2 separate regions of the Sus scrofa genome follow, and region 2 is linked to region 1. A link is a contact called in public HiChIP or PLAC-seq data. All regions are on one chromosome and are shown on one strand. The core of a region is the stretch at or near the end of the contact, and the rest is flanking DNA. Distances in the headings are between cores, read along the strand shown.

Region 1 (3,759 bases), core at 352-2,851:
TTTTAAACCTTACAATACAATGTAGTAGCTATCATACCATTTACCTAACTCTTCCCGTAATATTGAATATTAGATTAGCTCTAGTTTTCCACTATTAAGACGAATGCTGTGATAAACCATTTTTTTTTATTTACATTTTGCTCCCTCACATTTAGGTTTATTTTCTTGAGTTCAAAGGCTGCTTTTCATACTCTTGACATGTACTGCTGAATTACTTTCTAAAGGCCTTGAGCAATTTTGTTTTCAACCACTATTTTATTTTACATAATTAAAAAGTTATAGGTTAAAGATGGTTTCTCTTTGACCAACTTGCTTTTTCTTTTATTAATGGAAACTATGAACAGCTTTGTACGGTTTTCATTCTAGTTGTGCTTTCTCATTTGTGAGCTGTCCTTGCCCTTTGCTCATCTATTTATTGGGTTCTCAGTATTTTTCACATATTTTATAAGACGTCTCTAGGTAATAAGGATATTAACCATTTGAGGGGTAATTTTCAAAGGACAAAACTGGACTTTTTTTAAGTGAAAAGTTAATGTTAAGACATTTTAAATCTGTAAAGACTTGATTTGCCATGGTTTGAACAAACCTGGGTAAACACAGTGGATGGTTCCATGGCCTCAGCAGTGTTCTTGGTGGAAATATCCTTTAGGATCACTGACAAGTTTTTTATTTCTTGACATTGGAATGCAGATATATAAGGATATGTGGACAGACTTATAGAGAAAACTATGTAACTATGTAGAGAAATTTAACCCCTCAATCTTGGAATTGTTATTAAAATGCCCTTTAAAATAATACGTCTCCTATATAACCATCCTCTGTTTTTTTCATACTCTATTTAAATATAGGGTGGATCAGGAGGAGTTTTCAAAGAGTCTGTGATAGGTGGTTTGTGATTCCAGGAGTTATTTCAGTAAGAGCTATGGTATTATGTCTGGCATCAATCCCAGATCTGCCTTTGATATTTAGGTGATTGTTTACCCACAAATATGCAATTATTGTTTATAAATGAAAAATGTACCTTTAGCTGTCATTTCCTCTTCATTTGCCCTGTGACTATTAAAAATAAGAATAACAGAAAATAGAACTTTTAAGAAGAAAAAGTGACAGAAAATGGGTTCTAAAGAGTCATGTATGGTTGACACCATGAGAAATAGCCTTGTAAGTCTGAAAACTCTTTTGTCATGGTGGGAGGCAGGGCACTGCTGAGGATAAGCTGTTCCATATGCTGTAGAATGTGAAAATATCTGTCTGATTACAATGCTGTGTGCATTAATACAGTCAACAGTCATTTCCATCATCCCTGAGAAGAACTTGGCAGAATAAATTCAAATGCATATTTTAGGAATACCAAACCTATGGAAAGCCCTTCTCCTTTCCCTTCTCCATCCTCTAATATCAAACTTACCTGGTCTTGTTCTGGGTGATCTTGTTCTTCAAGGACCTGCTAGATGATTATAGTTAATTAGTTAAACAGGACTGTAGAGTGATAGTAATGGTTTATAATGATTTAATGTGATACATCCCCAGCCTCACTCAGTAACACCATAATTTTAATAAAAGTCTTTGATGCCTCAACTCAAAAATATGACTCATGGTGGAAGTTTAAGGAACTGTGAAATCCTGTGATAAGTGTTGTGATGGTAGCAGTGTGGACAGAGTTTTGACAGTGGGTTTATTTCAGTCTTTCCCATTTTCTACAAAAGAGGCCACCTACTTGATCCATGGAGAAATGATTTGCTTACATCGACTTTCTCAGAATTTCTCTCTCTCTCTTACGCACACACACATGATTTATATGTAGGAGTAGGACTTAGACTAAAAATGCCTATAAGAAAATTTAGTTTTAACTCTCTTTTACTCTAGCACAAAATAAAATTAAATTTATTGTCAATTCACATTAAAATAAAAAAATGTTCTCACCTCAATTCTAAAGCCACTTCTCTATTGCTATGGAAAAGTAAGATTTTATTACACAGAAAAAAAATTGGTCATTCTATCAATACCTAGCAGTATAATTAAGCACGTTCCTTAACATCTCAGAGCCTCAGTTTCCTTATCTGCAAAACAAGGATCAATAGTACCTATTGTAGAGGGCTGTTTTGAGAATGAATCAAGATAGTACATGTTATTACACTATTTACATTTTAATAAGTTGCTGCTGACATAATTGATGATAGAACCGGAATGTGAGAATTGCAGTTTAAAGAAGAAAAGTTGGAATTCCTGACACAATGAATTCTTTTCATTGCTTGTTTGCTGGAAATAGTTATGTCAAAGGTGACAAAAACCATAAGGCTAGATTTGTTAAATACATTTGGTTGATGGCCTCTAAAAGGTACACTTACTTCACTCAAAGGATTGAAGGGATAGTTTTTTATGAGGTTGCATTTCTTGTATTGTATTCTTTGGGATATTATGAGTTTCTTCTAGTATCTGACTGTCAGGAGAACTGACTTGTTAACAAATTCCAGGGGCAGCTGTGAAGAGGAAAGCTGTCAGTAACTTCCCATTAAGTTCCAGGCTTCAGTCTAGCATGGAGAATGTGCTAGTCTCTGTGATGGATGATCCTTTCCAAATGCTGCATTTGAAATGGCTTTCTATTGTGAATGATTCATCTTATTGAGTTCAAATTGAGACTTTCTCAGAATTCGCATATCATGTCCGTTTTGAAAGCTGATCCAACTCTAGCTAGCTAGGATATTGAGGACTCAGTTTTTTTCAAATTATACTTTTTATACTACTATAGAAGGAGGTGTTTATGTAAGACAATATTTTCTTATTTTGCAGAAAAATAAATTGCTAATGTGATTTTAGATGAGGGCCTTCTACCAGATCAGTGAGTCCATTTTGAGAGTAGAATTCTTTTATTATCAACATGTGAAATAATGCCCCAAATAAGTGGAAATTTAATATTCCATTTTACTTGGTCATTTTAGATGAGGGCTTCTTAATTGTTTTGGTTAACTCTTTGTTGTGAAAACAGTCTGCAAAGAATTTGACCTTTCAGGGAGAATGGTCTTTATTTAAAATTGCATCAGTGAGGACTGTGGAGTTTTTCTGCTATGGCTATGGTTTAATGAGTATGAAGCCTTTCAGATACTAGATGGGCTGTGGTCTGAATCTCTTCACCAAGTTGGTGGAGTTATGATCCTTGTCGCCTGAGGGAAATGAGGTCATCATTTGGTCCTTTGGAACCTAATTGGAAGAAGGGTTGGGTGCAGCATTAGTAGATGAGTGCCCTTCATAGATGGGTTCTTAATAATCATCTAGAGGTCAGCTGTTTCTCTCTAGCATACAGTGGATTTCATTATGTTCTAGATAATATTTGCCTAGCGTAGGTGGAGGAAATGATAGGACTTAAATAGAGATGACCTCCACAACCCTAGAAATTTAAAAATGGGTAGAAAAACACAATGACTCATGACTGGGCCTTGGACTCAACAGGTTTTGTGCAAATCTTGACTCCATTCCTCTGTTGCTAAATGGTCTTGAGCAAATGTCATACTGCTTTCTCTCTCTTTTTATGTCTAAAAAAACGGAAAGAAGAATTCCTACCTCTCTCTGAGTGTTTTTAGAATTATATAAATTCACACAAAGTACCTAGTAGAATCTTGGACTATGTTGGCATGCAATAAACTGAAGTTTCTCTATGTATGTATTTCCCTAGGTAAACTTTTTTTCCCTCACTTAATAATCCTTTCCCTTTCCCCAGTATTATGGGCTGCCAGAAAAAAAATGCTCTTTGGGGTATAATAG
Region 2 (3,614 bases), core at 17-2,516, 220 kb before region 1:
ACTAGAGAGTGATAGTAGTAAGATTTTGATCTGGTATCATCTGATTCTTAAGCCTGAAGGGCAGTACAATACGGAGTTTAAATTGTTCAGTCCCTAGGCAATAATAATTTATGGCGTGCACTACACAATAATTTATTCTGTTCCAGGTATGTTTCTGACTGCTGAGGGCATAGTGAGGAATACAGCCAATTCCATCCTAATAAACATTTAGATAAGAAGATAATATCAGCCACCAAGGAGGGCTATGAAGAAGATAGCAATAAGCACATATGGAGTACTGAGTTTATAGCAGGCTTGGCTCTAAGTACTTTATCCCTGTACTTCATGTAATTTCAAAACACGCCCATAGACAGGTAAGATAGGTCTTCTCATGATCCTCATTTTACGGATGAGGTGCAGAAGCACGGAGAGTCTAAGGACCCCCACCTTCTGTCCCACCATTTGTCAAAAGAGGAATCAGGGTTCAAATCCAGACAGTTTGGCTCCAGAGCTTATGCACATAACACAGAGTCACGAAGGTAAATGATAGGGAAACTGCAATGAGAAGGCTGCTCTGGCCAGGGCACCGGAAAAGGCTCCCTGTGGAAGGCTCTCCTGCTGTGCAGACCTGGACAGTGAAGGGCAGGTGTTTGGTTTAAGATCTAGAGGGAGAACATCCCAAGCATAAGGAGCAGCAAGTAAAAAGGCTCTGAGACAGGGGTGAACTGACACATTTCAGGTCAGAAAGAGGAGCATGTACCCTGAGGTATATGGAACGAGTGGCCAATGGGAACTGGCTGTAAAGCACAGTGAACTCTACCCAGTGTTCTGTGATCATTAGGAAAAGAATCGGAAAGAGAATGGATATGTGCACATATATAACTGAATCACTTTGCTGAAGAGCAGAAATGATCACAGCACTGTAAATCTTCAAACGTTAAAAAATGGAAAAACAAAGAAAAGAGAGAGAGAGTGGAAGGAACAGAGGCCCTGGTCAGGTACAGGTTGGGAACATAGACATGTGGGTAGAAATATCACCTTCAACACGAGATGCTGTTTTCCTTTCTCCCTTGCTGGTTCCTATTCAGCTGCATTGGTCTCTTTTGTGGGATAAATGCAGTGAGTCATACAAAGGCTGAGAACTCCAACAAAGCAAGTAGTTAAGCGTTCAAAACTTCGGTTCTTCTCGCCCTGGCTCTCCCACACCATTTCTACCCTTATGGCAGTGGTGGAACCAGAAACTGCTGGATGTGTCACCAGTTTGGGAAAGAATGTGCCTGACTCATCTTTCCTAGGAATTTCCTGCCTGCTGTGTGTCACTGCTGATGGCAAAATGCCAGCTGCGATTGGCATTGTCATGAAGGGCATCTCAGGTCAGAATCCTTTCCACGTGCAGGTAGCAGATGTGGCCAGGGTCAGAGGGAAAGGAGAAGAGGACACAAAGAACAGGAGGCCCAACGAAACTTTACCAGGACCCCTCTGAAGCCCCAAATTGCTAGAAGTCTGCAGGGTGCATTTAAAGCAGAACCCTGCCTCTGATGGGATGAGTTCTTACTTTTGAGGCAAGATGCCCTGCGCTGTTTCAAGGTGAGACAATGTTATGTGCTGCTCGTCGGATGAGCCTGTTCTAATTATATGCCTCCTTGATTATTGTTCGGCAGATTGATTAGAACCATATTCAAGACATTTGTAGATCATAGTTCCTGGACACTTCTATATGTTAGCAAATCAAGTATGATTTATCCCTGGAATTATTGGTTAGGGACGGCTTCTTTTTTTCAATGCATGTTCTCTCTAGCTTATAATTTTAATTAGCGCTTGCTCCCAGTTCACACTGAGAATAGGGATGATTGTCACTTCAGCACTGAAGCACAGCCTTAGCTTGTAATGCAACTTTGACTTCTGCATTCAGATTCCTTAATCAACGCTGGATGAAGGATAAGGGAAACCACTGAATTAAAGTCACAGTGCAATAGGAAATTGAATCGCCCTTCAATTTCAGAGGTTAATTTGCATTAGGTCCCTGATAGGCAAAGCTGGATTTGACCATCCAGGATTCTTAGCTACCAGACCCAATTCTGCGTATACCCTCCTCCTGTATTCACTCCTACCCAACTGCAAGGGACTAGACCCACAGGCTGGAGAGGGCCCTGTACCACAGGGGAGATTGATGTCTGTCTTTGCTCTTGCTTGCAGCTTCTTGAGAAAATGAACTGCAGCCATCATGGTGGTGCTGTTGCAACAGCATTTGCTGTTTAGACCGCCTCTTCATCTTTCCTGATGCCACACAGAGACAGCAAATTTTCTTCTTTTTTTCTTTTCTTTTCTTTGTTTTTCTTTTTCTCTTTTTCTCTTTCTTTCTTTCTTTCTTTTTTTTTTTTTTTTGGCCATACCCATGGTATGCGGAATATCCCAGGCGAGGGATAAAATCTGAGGCACAGCAGTGACAACCCCAGGTCCTTAACCTGCTGAGCCACCAGGAAACTCCTCTCCCTTTTTTTCTTATACACTGAAGGAAGTAAGCAGAACCTTCCTTGGCATTTCTCTTATTTTATGGCAAATGTCTGTGTGTGAGGGAAGTACAGTTCCTTCCTGAAAATGTAAAATAACCATGAAAAACCTGCTTTGAATTTCTGATTACCCTCTTTCTACCCAAGATAATATTGTATTGTTTCTTGAAAGATCTGCTATCTTGAACAAGATAATTATATTCCTCCTGATATTCAAGTCGAATTTTCCCTCTGTGAAATCCAAGAGAGCTACCTAATTCGGAGAGATTTAAGTTCAAATTTAATCACTTCGTCTCTGAACTTCAAGTGAAATTTAATTATCATCGTCTTGACATACATTGACTAATACACAAACAGTGCCAATGAGAGCAGAAAAGTGAGAATGTATGCTAAAGAAAAAAAAGAGCTGAGAGGAGTTTGATGGAATTTTGGAAGTTTCGAGAATGCAAACTGTTTCCTCAAGTTCAAGCTCTTTGCTTCCTGAAAATGCAACTGGTATTAAAACACAATATTATTTGGCAGTGCAAATATGAGTATGTATGGTAACAAGTTGATGCAGTTTAAATATTCCTGGGCCCAGGTTTAACAGAATTTTGTAAGGAAGATTTACTTTCATGAAATGAAAGGAGATGTTTGAAGTGAAGTAGGTTATCTTTCAGGAATTTTTGCATCCACTGAAACTTAGAGAAGGCTGTGTTATCATAGAGTTATGTTTATTCATCAGAAAACCGGTATAACCTTTGCCCTAAACAAACTGACCGGGTAAGGAGAGAATTTTTCTAAATAAAATGAATTCTTTGGTATTTATTCTGTTAGTCAAGATTCAAACAGAATCAATAGAATGTGTATATAAATAGAGATTTATTTTAAGTCATTAGCTCATATGATTGTGGAGGCTGGCAAGTCCCAAATCCACAGAGCGGGCAACAGAATACCCAGGGGACAGCTGACTGAAGCCCATCAGGCTTAAGAATTCCCATTTTTGGTTCTGTTTAGAGCTTCAGCAGAGGTGGGTGGAGTCCATTCCCTTGCCTCTCGGGGACAGCAAAATAAAGTTTTCATATTGACATTCAAAGTTCTCTGTAATCTGACCCCATCCAGTCCAGCCAAACTAGGGACATGACA

Evidence for each region. HiChIP or PLAC-seq counts read pairs in DNA pulled down with a chosen protein or histone mark.
Region 2: an H3K27ac HiChIP or PLAC-seq map of alveolar macrophages shows a contact between it and region 1. The contact joins two enhancer-like sites. A contact is called at or near these places in 1 of 47 Hi-C or Micro-C datasets (embryonic fibroblasts) and 1 of 2 datasets of contacts at active chromatin or transcription factors (alveolar macrophages).

The regions. Positions count from the first base shown.
Region 1 is chr6:131,494,598-131,498,356 of Sscrofa11.1, reverse strand. No RefSeq gene overlaps it. Among named protein-coding and RNA genes, the nearest start is that of ADGRL2, 870 kb to the left of the region's middle. Within about 2 kb of position 1,601, at least 1 of the 83 cell types and tissues checked has an H3K27ac peak or open chromatin away from gene starts, as enhancers often do. A contact at or near this core is called in alveolar macrophages, where this site is marked.
Region 2 is chr6:131,714,868-131,718,481 of Sscrofa11.1, reverse strand. No RefSeq gene overlaps it. Among named protein-coding and RNA genes, the nearest start is that of ADGRL2, 650 kb to the left of the region's middle. Within about 2 kb of position 1,266, at least 9 of the 83 cell types and tissues checked have an H3K27ac peak or open chromatin away from gene starts, as enhancers often do. A contact at or near this core is called in alveolar macrophages, where this site is marked.